Linked DNA regions of Mus musculus: regions 1 and 3 are each linked to region 2. A link is a contact called in public Hi-C and promoter capture Hi-C data. All regions are on one chromosome and are shown on one strand. Each heading gives the region's core, a stretch centred on a gene start, on an enhancer-like site or on the middle of the called end of the contact. The rest is flanking DNA. Distances are from core to core; before and after follow the strand shown. Region 1 holds the start of Ccdc25 (coiled-coil domain containing 25). Region 2 holds the start of Extl3 (exostosin-like glycosyltransferase 3). Region 3 holds the start of Pbk (PDZ binding kinase).

Region 1 (2,700 bases), core at 97-2,596, 740 kb after region 2:
GAAAATGTTGCACTGGGATCCCAAACATCCAGTGTAGTATCCGGCCAACTAAAAAAGACTTTCTATTGGTTTAAACCCATGTTGGAGCAGTCTTCTCTGGTGGATAGCCTACAACATTGACCAGCACCAGGAAACCCAGAATGATAGTGGGTTTTGTAAAGTGAAAGAATTAGAACAATAGTGGAAACTGCTTAGTGGGAGACTCTGGCTAGTTTCTTCTTTTGAGAGAGTTAAAGCCAAAGAGGGGACATTTTTACCATCAGGTTCTACTTGCCTAGAATTTCCTGCTCTATGAAAGACTAGGCTCTCCAGGGACGGTAAAACTCCTTTTCTGTAGCCCTTTTGTGTGGTCTGACTTTTGGAGCTTGTTGGAGGGATACAGCCCGAAATGGACTCTCATATTTTTTCTTTATCAGAAATAAGAAAAACTTCCAAGTCAAACCTAGGAAGGCTGTGGAATTTTGTAAATTTATAGCAAGAGGTTCTGAACTTCAGAAGTTTGGTATTTGTTCAGTCTTGTAGGTAATAAGGAGCAGACATTAGATTTAAAGGAACAAAAAATAGCCCTACTCGGAATCCCAAAAAAGGAGAGTGTCTCTGGGTAGTAACAGTAACAATTCATTTGAGAACCTTCTGTCCTCGATGCAATTTAGTTCATTGTTTGACTGGGCAAGACAGTGCAGCATTTCTTCCATCTTGTATTCTTGCTGAGGCCATCTCAGGCTTAGATAGGGTTTGATGAACATTACCTAACTCTATTCTGACTAGTTTGGTCAAGTCAACAAACAAAAAACACAACAAAACCCTCACCTATGTCAAGTAATGGGAGAATGAGTTTATTTAAAAATTGGTTCTTGGGGCTGGTTAGATGGCTCAGTGGGTAAGAAAGAGCACTGACTGCTCTTCCGAAGGCCCGGAGTTCAAAACCCAGCAACCACATGGTGGCTCACTATCGTCCGTAATGAGATCTGATGTCCTCTTCTGGTGTGTCTAAAGACAGCTACAGTGTACTTACGTATAATAATAAATAAATCTTTTAAAAAAATTGGTTCTTACTGAGTGCCTCCTGAGGAAATGGTTACAGGGACCCTTAACCATGCATGAAAAAGGCAGTTTCTGCACGCATGGAGCCCATATTGGGTTGAGTGGGAAGACATAAAAAGCGATGACCAACTCTCGTGTCCACTTAGTAGAGCCTCTGAAAATAAAGTCTGCCCTTAGTATTTTTTCTTTATGACTTCAAACAAGATGTATTTCCCCAGCTAATTTCTTTCAACCAGACGCTTGAGCGGAATCCTCAAAATCCCCGGGACACCTGCTCTTCCGCCAACACCCTTCCCTTCGCCAGGACTAAAGATGGCGCTGACAGGACGGCGTTGTGACGCGACGGCACGTCCGCCGGAAGTGTCCTGAGGAGAGCCTGGAAGCCGGCTCACCCTCGCGCCGGCGGTATCTCAAGCTTCGCGTTTTGAGTAGGAGTCGCCACTCTTCTACCAGGATCATGGTGTTCTACTTCACCAGCAGCAGCGGTGAGTGACGCCGGGGCCCCTGCTTCCAAAGCCGGCATTCCCCAGCCGCCGCGCTGGGCTTGGACTTAGTCCTGAACCGCGTCCTTCCGCGGGCACCTCTCCCAGAGCCTTCTGGTTCCCTGCTTGGCCGTCCCCTCGGCTGCCTGGTCGTCCCCTGGCCCCGGTGGTCGCGGCGGGAATGCGCCCCCGCTTTCTTTATACCCGGTAATCATTCTCGTCCCCACTTGACAGACCCGCCAACGCTTCCTGGACGTGTGTGCGTTCCAGCCTAGTCCCCCACGTCCCCGTCGCAAGCCTTTGCCCTAGCGTTCTGCCCGCACCTTGGAGCGATGCTTGACCAGTGCGACAGGTGCCAGCAGATGTCTCCTGCAGGAAGAGTAGCTTGCCCTCCTACGCAGGGAGGGCCTGGGGTGCCGCGGAGAGCAATCGGAGGGCTGGAATGTTAGTACAGCCCCTCCCTGGGCAGAGGTGATGGTCCAGTGGACGTCTGCTAAGGCTACTGGGTTGGTTTTGGAAGGCCAGAAAGAGCTGTTTCGGTTTCCAGGAAATGCCGCGTCAACTTAGTTTCTCTGCCCATATTGTCCAGAATCAATTTCTAATTTTAAACTCTCACCCCATTAAAATAGCGCTTGCCTTTTTGAAGACACTGTGTGAGACCCAGTTTCCTCGTCAAGATAAAATATGCATTTCTTTCTGGACCCCCCTTAACATTCCTTTAGGACTGCTCTCATGTGGTATTAAAAGGTGTCTGCTTGAGCTACCGGGCAGGTCTCTTGAGGGGCAGTCTGTCTTGTCTCCTTAGCATAGTGCCCTACTTACACAGTTGGCTGCTGTGTTGATTTTTGCCCCTTCTTGAGACAGTGAGTGGCTCAGGTTGCTTCAAACATAGACTCTCCTGCCTGAAGGCTCCCTGACGTTGGCATTACTTTCTAGGTCCCCAGATCTGGAGTTATTGTTTGGTGGTTTTGTCTCTTAGTACTTTTTAGTTTGTTTATTTTTGAGACAGGATCTCATTATGTAGCCCTTGGCTGGCCTAGAACTCACAGTGTAGATCAGGCTGGCTTTGAATTCATGCTACCCTCTGCTCTGCCTCCCCAGTGCCGGGATTAAAGGCATGTACTACCTAGCCTTTCATGATACTTTTAACTGAAGCATTATTTTGTGAAGCGTC
Region 2 (2,700 bases), core at 19-2,518:
AAAACAAAACACCCACACACAATTCTTAATAGCCACAATTCTAGGTCTCCTCCAGAAAGCATTCAGACTAACGTCAACTCTTCAGGCTCTTCAGGCTCTCCACGGGCAAAGATCTGGAAATCCTCACAGGAAATAGATATGTTTAACACACCAAGTAAGAGTTTAAGAAAGTGGTTTTTCTTTCATTACGATTTATATAAAAGTCCTCTGCTGGAATAAGCTGTTGAGAAAGTCTAGTTTCACTCAAGATTATCAATGCCCCAGGGAAGAACCACCATCCCAGACTCTACAGAGAGTTATAGTCATTGAGTCAGAGGGGAAAGCTAACTGTTGAGCAATAGACAGGAACCTCCAAGCCTGCTTGGATGGATGGATGGATGGATGGATGGGAAGGGAGGGAGGGTAGAAGAGAGAGGGTCAAGAAGTCCAGCCTTGAAATGCCAGACTCTCCAAGTGGAACAAGAACAAGACAAAAGTGAAGAACCGCTTACTGCCACCTCTTAAATCACATATTGACTTTCCTCTTCCCCAAAAGAAGAGGATCTATTAAAGGCCTTGAGAATTTAAAGAGCAGCGATCCAGGCTGGAGGCTGACACCCATCGACTTTCAGTGGGCTCAGGGCCGTGGATATCTCAACAGAGGCTAAGCAGCTGCTCACTATGGACTAGGGCAAACACTCGGTGCTGCCCAGCTTCTCGGGCTCTGACATGGGGCTGTCGCCAACAGAACAGTCACTCCATGTGGGGCGTCACGGGGACCCCCAATCCCTCAGCTGTGGCACACCCAGGCCCCGGGAGGACACAGAGCACAGCAACACCTGGACCCCTGGCAGGAAGTGGCCACCTGGAGAGAAGAGCCCGACGGGCAGCGGCGCGCAGCTGTGCCGAGGAGAAGCGGCCAGATGTGGGAGTGATCGCGGGGAGCTGAAGGCTGCGCTTCCACGGGAGATGTTCCCGTGGGCCGCTAGTGCCCGGCCCCAGCGGAGCGAGGCCCCCGCGCGGGGCAGGCCTACCCGGCTGCGCCGCCGCCGCAGCTCCCAGGCACCGCCGCTCGTGCCCCCGCCCGCCACAGCCGCAAGCTCAAGGCTGCCCGGTGCTTCCCACCAGCCTTTCCAGCCCTGCCCGGGTCCTCGGGCTTCCATGCCGCCCGGACTCCTACCGGCTTCCAGTCAGTAACGAGCCACCGCCGTTGCCTGCGTGAAAGTCCGCTTCCCACAAGCCGCTCTGGCCGCCGGCTGCGCGCCTCCCAGGCCGCGCCGGATCCTCCACTCCCCCTGCCGGCCGGATCCTCCACTCCCCCTGCCGGCCGGCGGCCATTTCCGACCCGCGCCGGCGGAACTTGCCGAAGATGGGCCGGAAACGGCCGAACCTGCGTCTGCCGAGCGAGAGGAAAGCGCAGAGACATTCGTGACTTTCCGGACGCGTCCGAAGGCACAGGCGGAGGGGGGCGGTGGGCTCTGCCCTCCTGGATCCCAGGCGCAGGCTGGGTGCCAGTGATTGTGAGAAGGGCCAGGAGCCTGGAGAAGAGGCCCCATTAATCTGGGTAACCCTCAACCTAAAAATAAGCCCATGCCCAAATGTGGTACCCCGTGCTAGCAATGACCCACAGTTCTGAAACACTTTTAAATATTTAGCTGCAAATAAAGGGCGGGGCTGAGTAGATGCTTAGGGGGAAAAAAAATCCCCGGCTTTGCAAAACAGATTAATCAACCTTGCAAGTTATGGACTAAAAGGAGTATCTTTTAAATACTTTAAAGCCAGGCTCTGTGGTTTGGGAATTGGGAAGACCCTTCTACTACAGAGAGAATATAGAGAGAAGGGGGGGCAGGGGCAGGGAGGGCTCAGAGGAGGCAGAGAGAGACCGGGGGGGGGGGGGGGGGGAGGAGGAGAAGGGAAGGAAAGAGGGAGGAGATAGGATCAATTTTAAAAGTAGCACGAGTTAATTTAGAAAACAGTTCAAACTCATCTATTAAAATTAACAATTGTAGTATAGTTTAAAGTCAGATTGCTTCTCCGTATTTATTTGAGTCCCCCAAAACAAGGCTATTGCCCCAGGGCTTCCTCCACAGAGTCCAGACACACCCAGCTAGGTTAGCTCATTTCCATCCCTGTGCTTGGGTGGTCTGTTACTTTAAGGAGAACTGCACCCCAGAGATGGTTTCACAGCTGCTGACCCTTCCACCTGCCCTTCTTGGGAGCACCCAGACCCAGTGCTCAGGACAGGGAGGCTGAGAAAACAGGATTCCACTCCCACGGCAGACTGAGTTAACCATTCCCTTTGCAAAACAAAACATTTTTAAAACCCTGACAGTTGATTTTCTGGAGCAGTCTCCTCATCTCCTGATCTCTCCACCCATCTCCAAGTCAGGCTCCGCTCTTTCCCTCATCTATCCTATTTTACTCTCTTGTAACTATGATAAAACACCACGACCAAAAGCAACTTGGGGAGGAAAGGGTTTATTAGGCGTACACATCCCAGTCACAGTTTATTATTGAAAGAAGCTGAAGCATAAACTTTAAAGCAGGGCAGGGCCCTTGGAGGCAGAAATTGAAACAGAGGCCTTGAAGTTAGGCTGTTCACTGGCTCGTTTCCCATGGCTGGCTCAGTTTTCTTTTTTTCTTTTTTTTTTTTTTTTCTTTTTTACACTAGAGACCACCTGCCCAAGGGTGGCTCTGTGCATAATAGGCTGGGTCTGCCCC
Region 3 (2,700 bases), core at 97-2,596, 710 kb after region 2:
ATAGACGACGCTGGAGAGGAGGCTGCAGCTCATCACCCCCCCCCCCCCCCCCCCCCCCCCCCCCCCCCGCCAGAAAGAAAAGGAGCTGTAGCCAACTCTCCTCCCAACTCCTCCCAACTCTTCCCAACTCCTCCCAATTCCTCAGCTAGCCCCCTACTGTCACCACTCAGGGTCGAACTCCCCTGCCCTACATGGCAGAGGGACTTTGTCCTCAGCTAGCTGATAATAAAACCTCTTGCAGTTTGCATCAGGTGTGGTTTTCTCTCGGGCCACTGGGGTGCTGGCCAGCTCATCCCGGGACTTGAGCGGAGGCCCAGCTTCGGGGGTCTTACAAGATAATGTCAGTAGACAAATGAGTGTGTTAATGTATATAAACACATGAATACATACGTGTCATGCCACTGTGTGTACTTCTGTCTTCATAAAGAAGATGTCCCTATCTATCTGGCCTCAGACTGGTTGAATTTCTTTAACCGTTTGAAGAGGTCACAATGCGGCACAGAGCGTTCCTGTTGAGGAGGCCTCTTGGTGCTTCTTGTATTACATTGTATGTTTTCTTTTTTAAGGTATCACATGGTCTCTGAGCCACATAGTAGGTATGGGAATGTCTTCCTGTTCTCCTAAACTTAATTCATTTTTCTTGTAGAGAACACAGTAGATTATGTTATGCAGTGGGCACTCAAGTGCAGATACCTGACACCCAGTAGGTGCTCTGAAAATATTTGTTAAGTAGACTGTGGTAATTCCAAGAATTAACAAAACTGGGCCAGTGAGATGGCTCAATGAGGATAAGAGCTTGCTGCCAGAGCCTGGCCTTCTGATTTAGATCTCAGGAATCTAAGGAGGGAAGGAGGGAGCCAGTTTCTGCAGTTGTCCTCTGATCTTCCCATGTGGGTAGCAGAAACACACACACACACAAACACACTAACACAGCAATAATTTTTTAAGTTAGCAAAATTTCAAAATATTCTATATTTATTCTCAGCCTCAAATAATGAAAATCTACACATTTCTAATTAGTGTTTTAAGGACACATATATCTGCAATAAAACTTCCTAGTTGCATATTCTGAGCAGTGTTTGTAATTTGGGTAATTTGCCTTCAAAACAGATATATATTTTGTTTTTCCGCCAGCATCTGTCTGACACTTGCTATGTCTTTCTAGCCATCGCTCTGGAAGATTTCTTCTTTTAGGACTAAATCAAACCTGGAAACTCCAGTAAACCTGGGAGGACTGTGCGAACGCGTGAGTTTTGACCCTAGTGCCGCCCCGTAGTCTTCTGGCGGGACCTTTGAAAAAGCGTGCTTCTTACACACCGCGGCGGTTACTGCGAGTGTTGGCGGGAGGGAGCTGTTCCTGCATTTTCTGGAGCGAGTCTTCTGACTGCTTTTAGTTAGAACTCCAGTGCCCCTCGGCGGGCCGCGGCCTTTGAAAATGCGCGCGCCCTAAACGCTGCGGCGGTTACGCTGTTGGCGGGAGGGAGCTGAGCCTGCACTTTCCGGACTAGGTGTCCAGACAGCTTTGAGCCAGCCCGTCACTTTCACCTTTTTACCCGAGCGTGCGAGCGTGGTAAGGGAAAGCCTGGCCGACTCGAAGGTGGTTGGCAGACTGGGGGTCAGGGGTGGAGCATCGAGGACCTGAGGGGAGGGTCGCGGACGGGAGGGACGGGGACGAGAGGGAGGCTGCCTCCACTGGAGGACCTGGAGGAGATCTGCGGGGAAGAACAGCAAACTGAGGGTACACAGCGGCTAGGGGAGGACCCAGGGAGATAGTGGATGGAGAATAGGGGAACCCCTTGGAGCCATCGCACACCTCCAAGCCCCTGACCCTGAGCTCCTTTATCGCGGAAAGTTTGGGGGTTCAGGGAGAAAGTCACTCCCTTCCCCATGAAGGAGGAGGGGGGTGGGGGTGGGGGGAGGATTTCTCTGCTTTTAAGGTGAGGCCACAGTAGAAAAGTGGCCTGTGGTAGGGCAGTGACTCATTGGGTACAGTCTGTGCCCAGCATGCATGCAGCCCTGGGATCCATCTTCAGGACCCCAAAACCTGGAAGCAGTAGTGAGTGCCTGGGGTCCCAGTAACTAGGGAATGGAGACCAAAGAAAGGACAGGGAATATGGCTGTGGGTAGAGTTTTATACATGGGATTACTGGTATTAAAAAAAATATGTTTACATGCTTATATGAAAATTCATAGTGAAACTCGAAATCATGTAGAGTTAGCATATGCTAATAAAAAGATACTTTTGAAAAGCCAAGCAGTGCTAATATTATAAAGTTATGGGTGGGGGACGCTGGAGTCTTGATTCATTGGTTAGAGCCTGCAGGGCTTTTGCAAAGGCCCTGAGCTGGTTGCCAGCACCCATGTGGAGTGGCTCACAAACAACTACATGTCATTCCAGAGGAGGCCATCCTTCACTTCAGGCTCCTGTACTGTTGTGCATAGACCACCCACCCCTGCCACACACACATAGGTGATGGAAGGTGTATAATGAAAAGTCAAATCTTTTTTTTGTTTTGTTTTGTTTTTTCGAGATAGGGTTTCTCTGTGTAGCCCAGGCTGCCCTGGAACTCACTCTGTAGACCAGGCTGGCCTTGAACTTAGAAATTCACCTGCCTCTGACTGGAGTACTGGGATTAACGGTGTGCGCCACCACGCCCCTGGGAAAAGTCAAATCTTAAATAAGCAGTTCTCATGGTAACC

What was found. Hi-C and Micro-C count contacts between places; a contact is called where the count stands out from the background. Capture Hi-C pulls out chosen DNA fragments and counts their contacts.
Region 1: a contact with region 2 is called in a Hi-C map of muscle stem cells, with 2.3 times the contacts expected there. The contact joins the promoter of Ccdc25 here to the promoter of Extl3 in region 2. A contact is called at or near these places in 1 of 484 Hi-C or Micro-C datasets (muscle stem cells) and 1 of 115 datasets of contacts at active chromatin or transcription factors (pancreatic cancer cells).
Region 3: a contact with region 2 is called in a promoter capture Hi-C map of pancreatic islet. The contact joins the promoter of Pbk here to the promoter of Extl3 in region 2. A contact is called at or near these places in 2 of 115 datasets of contacts at active chromatin or transcription factors (embryonic stem cells and pancreatic cancer cells) and 2 of 9 other capture datasets (adipose tissue and pancreatic islet).

Annotation. Positions count from the first base shown.
Region 1 is chr14:65,835,956-65,838,655 of GRCm38.p6, forward strand. It overlaps Ccdc25 (coiled-coil domain containing 25), which reads left to right and starts at 1,347. Exons shown (of 9, transcript NM_145944.5): 1 at 1,347-1,529. The coding sequence starts at 1,502.
Region 2 is chr14:65,096,838-65,099,537 of GRCm38.p6, forward strand. Extl3 (exostosin-like glycosyltransferase 3) reads right to left here and starts at 1,269. Exons shown (of 7, transcript NM_018788.3): 1 at 1,160-1,269. It overlaps Gm52119 (a long non-coding RNA gene), which reads left to right and starts at 2,533. Exons shown (of 3, transcript XR_003951142.1): 1 at 2,533-2,700.
Region 3 is chr14:65,804,565-65,807,264 of GRCm38.p6, forward strand. It overlaps Pbk (PDZ binding kinase), which reads left to right and starts at 1,347. Exons shown (of 8, transcript NM_023209.2): 1 at 1,347-1,570.